Regions from separate parts of the Gossypium hirsutum genome. Here region 1 is linked to region 2. A link is a contact called in public Hi-C data. All regions are on one chromosome and are shown on one strand. Each heading gives the region's core, a stretch centred on a gene start, on an enhancer-like site or on the middle of the called end of the contact. The rest is flanking DNA. Distances are from core to core; before and after follow the strand shown. Region 1 holds the start of LOC107945333 (cysteine desulfurase, mitochondrial). Region 2 holds the start of LOC107945326 (kinesin-like protein KIN-12E).

Region 1 (2,700 bases), core at 40-2,539, 360 kb before region 2:
TAGTAAACCTTCCAATCCCAAACCTAATCGAAGTATGTGCCATATCCTCATCCACACCCAAGGCTCTCAGCACATATGATGGCTCCAAACTAGCACTAGTACAAGCACTCCCACTAGACACTGCCACTTCTTTCAATCCCATCAACAAACTCTCCCCTTCGACATACGCAAAGGACAAGTTCAAGTTCCCAACATACCTCCTATCCATACTCCCATTCACCACCACCCCATCAATCTTCTCTCTAATCCCATTCAATAACCTCTCTTGCAACCCTTTAATTCTATTCTCATCATACTCCATTTCCTTCATCGCCAACTCACACGCAGCTCCCATCCCAACAACAAGCGGAGTAGGCACAGTCCCACTCCTTATCCCTCTCTCTTGCCCACCTCCATTCATTTGTGGCTCAACTCTAATCCGAGGCCGCCTTCTCAAATACAAAGCCCCAACTCCTTTAGGACCATAAATCTTATGCCCACTTAAACTCATTAAACTAACGTTCCATTTCTCTACATCAACCTTAATCTTCCCTAAAGCTTGTGCAGCGTCAGTATGAAAAGGGACATTAAATTCTTTACAAATTTTACCGATTTCTTCAACCGGTTGAACCACACCAATTTCGTTATTAACAGCCATAACAGAAACTAACCCGGTATCGGGCCGGATTTCTTTCACTAACCTATCCAAATCAATAAGCCCGTCCGACCCGACAGGCAAATAAGTCACCTCAAAACCTTCCTGTTGAAGATGCCGACAAGAATCTAAAACGCATTTGTGCTCTGTTTGAGTCGTGATGATGTGGCGCTTCTTGTCTTTGTAGAAATGCATAACGCCTTTGATTGAGATGTTGTTCGATTCGGTGGCGCCGGAGGTGAAGACGATTTCTTTCGGGGAAGCCCCGATGAGTGCCGCTACTTGTGCGCGGGCTGTTTCGACGGCGGTTTCAGATTCCCAACCGTAGAGGTGAGTACGGGAGTGAGGGTTCCCGTAACGAGATAGGTAAAAAGGAAGCATCGAATCTAAAACCCTAGGATCCACGGGGGTAGTCGCTTGCATGTCGAGGTAAAGCGGACGGCCCGAAATTTTCACACCTTTCATGGTGATTCCTGTTGGGTACTCATACTCGGAAGGGAAAGCGACAGAAGCCGCGGTGGAGAAGCAGCGTATAGCGGCGGTTCTGTTGGTTTTGGTTAGGGTTTGACGAAGAAGCTTTGAGGCCATTTCTTCTCCTTTTCTCTTGGAACCTTTTTTTTTTCAGCGTTATAGCAAAGCAAAGGAAAAGAATTAGTGCGGGTGACGAACGGGTTTTGATAAAACTACGATAACCGACTTTATGTCTCCCAATGTTAACACGTGGCCCGACTTTCTGCCACTAAAGAAAGAAGTGAATACATTTTAGTTTAGTTTAGGGTCAAGTCCACGTCACTTATTAGAAAAAAATATACCATATTTAGAAAATATTCACTTATTTTATTTGAAAAACTAGTTTAAATTTTGCTGTAAGTTGTGGTTTTAGTTATTATACTTTAATTTTGTCATCTTAATCTTTACATTTTTAAAGTTTTAAAAATTCAATTTTGACTAAATTATAGCTGGTAAATTCATTAAGTCCTATTATTTCTAAAATCTTATACGACAAACACACTCTTACATGTGTAATGCCACAACAATTTGTTATTTTAATATTTTACTTTCAAAAAAGTGAATTAACGGATTTAACAGCTATAATTTGTGTCAAGATTAAAATTTGAAAATTTGAAGAGTATAGGGGCTAAAAGTGATCCAATTGGAGAAGATAGATTAAATTTTACAACTTCATGCATAGTATATGACTAATGATAGAATTTAAGCAAATGGATTTAACTACTACCTTTTAGGTCAAGACTAAAATTTTAAAATTAAAAAAAAATACAAGGACTAAAATTGGCCAATTCAAAAAGTATAGTGACTAAAATTGACCAAATTAAAGTAGAAAGACTAAATCCACAACTTACATATATAATATAGAGACTAATAGCAAATTTTGACAAAAATACATAAACTTATTTAAAATTTATTTGCCAAATAAATTTTAAATAAAAATATTTTTAGTTAAATAATACATAAAATAATTATATAAATAGTATATTTTAAGAATTACTTATCAAACTATTATAAAACAACATTCATGATTGACATTGAATCATCATAGTGGCAACTTGCTGCTTTTTTCTTTCTTTCTTATCAAAAAAGGCCATTGAAGGGTCTTGTCGGGCTTATGAGAGACAAAGATTCTCGATTGCTTCAAGAGGTGATTTAGGGCCTCAATGGGGTAAAGAATCTTTGCCCTTCATAAGCTCAACATGTTCCTTCATTACACCTTTTTTTGTGAAAAAAAAAACAAAATTACATCAAATCAGTTATTCAAAAGCACCACAATCTTCATCTTGTTAAAAGGCCTCCAATACCTCATTAAGAGGCACATCTAAAATTTGTAAACTTAACTTCCATGTTAGACAGAGTTTAGCCAATCGGTCCGTAACTAAGTTTTTCATTCTGGACACATATCTGATCCGCCACTGCCTTTTAGAATGCATAGTCCTTTGAACCCTTTCTAAGCACTATGATGCCTAAATCTTCCAAACCCTTATCGGTCAAGGCCTTGGCCACATCTAAATTTTTTGTCTGAATTGTGGCCCACTTGTAAACTTTATTTAATA
Region 2 (2,700 bases), core at 89-2,588:
AATGAGATATGTGTTGAATTTGAAATTCCGGGAATAAAGATAACCATTCTTCCATAGCCACTCCCCTATCTAAACGTTCTTGAATATTTGTTTCTGGCAGATTTCCCAAGTAAACCATCTTCCAGAAAATCTCATGTCCCTTAGGTTGCAATCCTCTAAGACCGTTCTAAATGCTTCCATTCTCCCCTCCTCTCGAGGTAAGCCTCCTTGTTTTTTGAAGCCATACAAAATTTCATTGAAATCACCACAAATCATCAGATTTCATGATTCTTCTTTATTCGAATAGGGAGAACCACAAAAACCAGTAAATCTCCATTTTTTACCTTCCTCTGTATCCTCAATTTCCACATCAATATGACTTTTTGAATAGCTTTGGATCCTGACATTAGTATCCCCACGCCCAAGCCAAACATAATCCACTCGAGATCACCACATCTTCGAACCCGTCCCATTCTCCTCCTATTTATTTTTGTCTCCATAAAAAAGACCATATGTGGATTATATAACCTCAGCCAATGTCGAAGTCTATGAACTGTTCGTGGGTTCCATTGACCCCGGACGTTTCAACTTAAGATTTTCATTGTGACCGGTCGGCTTGCCTCTTGGCAGTCACCGGTATTATTTAAATCTGACATATGAACAATTACCAAAAAATAAAATCTGCTTCTTCCTTTTTAGTGGGCGTCTTATGTCAATTTGGACTCTTATTCTCATAAAATTTCGATTTTCTTTCCCATATTTGAACCATCATATTCCATAAAAGTACCCCTAATTGTATTGCCAGCCTTTCAGAGAAAAAACCTGCAGGAATATCATGAATCTGTACCCAAAATAGAGTATAGGTTAAAGGAACTATTAATGGATCCTACGTCAACTGCAACTTGTATAATAGCAACAGATGATTATTGAAAGTCCACAGGGATCCCTTTAGCACCCTCTCCATATTCATAACATCATAAAAATTGAAATAAATACCTTTTCCCTCCTAGATCTCAAATTTGTACCCCTGAACCGGATGCCAGAGATTTGCCATTGTAGTTTTCATCGCTGGAAAATGGATAATGTTGGCAGTTAAAAAACATCCCACTAATTGAAAAGTCCCAACCTCTGTTAATGTTTTTGGTTCAAATTGAAACTGTAAAATTTCTTCTTCCTCCTCATTGATCGTTAACCCAGCAAACTCTGACTCCATGATTGAAAACAGATGCGATTTAAAAGCCAAATCACAAACTAAAAGAGAAAACAAAAGGACTTACTGTCGGCGCTAAACCAATAGACATAAAAACAAGAAAACCTAAAACCTGCCAGAGAGAGTAGACAGAGACGTGCCAGAGAAGGCAGACATTAGACATTTCTTTGTTTAAATTTTTAATTTTTCGCTAACTTCTAATTTTAATTTTAATTTTTTTCAAATATTTTTTAGTTTTCGTAATTCTTTTAAACTCATTATAAGAATAATTATAAGTACACTAATTTTTATATATTGAGCTTATATAATATATTGGGCCTATAATATATTATTATTAATAATTTTGGGTGATCAATTAATTATCCGATTTCAAATTGTATTAATTGATAATTAAAATTTTCAAAAACCTTTAACTGAACTAGTTTAGTTTAATCGGCTAATTTGGTAAAAATCAACAAATGCACAATGGGTACATTGAAAAAATATTAGAAGAATTTAAAAACCATGGAACTCGAGATATTGGTAATACATTTTAGTTGAACGTGTTTCCTTCCTATAAAACCTGACCCTTTTTACTGCCTAATAATGTGATAAGAAAGGCTTCAAAATGGAATTGGAAGCGATTAAAGAAGTGGAAGAAAATGAGGGTTTATGTAGTTCATATTCCAGCAGCATTGAGCTTCAACCGTGAGGACTGAATTCTTTCTGTTGTTTATCTAAAACGTAGGCAAATGCCATTGATGTTGTATGAAATGGACAATGAGAAAGACAAATATTGTTTTAGCAGAATTGTATTTTAGCTGTTGCTCTTTTGTGGTGATGTATTGTCGCCACCGTTCCTTGTTTTGTTACCTTTTGCTCCTTTTACGAGTTAAAACTTAAATACCCACTCCTATGTCTGGTTTCTTCCTAGATTTACATAATGGAATTCGACACATTCAGACAACTTTCCCTTTCAACAGATAATGATATGTCATTAACAGAAAGGCATGCTTGTCCTTTCTGTATGAAGGGTCAAAAACCACTCACAAGCTCATCTTTTAGCGTCCAAGACTTGAATCCCGAGAACTGATGAATTTTTGTTTCATGGTTAGTGGCATACGTTTCATATTTAGCTAATCAGCTGAGAATCTTCTTTCCAACTGTTGGAAATCTGTGCTTGTCAACCGACACCTTATTATAAAGTCTAAAGATGTCCTGCATTTGCTAATGGATGTCACTTCAGAGCTGAACAGTTGTATTTGTACCCTGTGGAAGTGACAAGAGCGAAAGGTATAGAAACATTAAAGACAAGTTAGACTGTTGTTCTTTGCATCCTTATTGTTCCAAGCCCAAATATGTGCGACTTACTAAGCTATTGACGCTTCAATATGGGGCTTTCTTTGGATTTAGATAAATCTTGGGTGCCATGAAGAAACTTCCAAATATTATTTTTTAAATTTGTCTACGATGGAAACTCTTGTTTTGGTTAATGAATTATAAAAGTTTTCATTCACTAACGTTAATATTTA

Evidence for each region. A called contact is a pair of places that touch in the nucleus more often than the background predicts.
Region 1: a contact with region 2 is called in a Hi-C map of leaf, with 2.4 times the contacts expected there. The contact joins the promoter of LOC107945333 here to the promoter of LOC107945326 in region 2. A contact is called at or near these places in 2 of 34 Hi-C or Micro-C datasets (both in leaf).

Annotation. Positions count from the first base shown.
Region 1 is chrD12:25,736,160-25,738,859 of Gossypium_hirsutum_v2.1, reverse strand. LOC107945333 (cysteine desulfurase, mitochondrial) reads right to left here and starts at 1,289. Exons shown (of 1, transcript XM_016879293.2): 1 at 1-1,289. The coding sequence starts at 1,222.
Region 2 is chrD12:25,380,767-25,383,466 of Gossypium_hirsutum_v2.1, reverse strand. LOC107945326 (kinesin-like protein KIN-12E) reads right to left here and starts at 1,338. Exons shown (of 6, transcript XM_016879287.2): 1 at 1-1,338.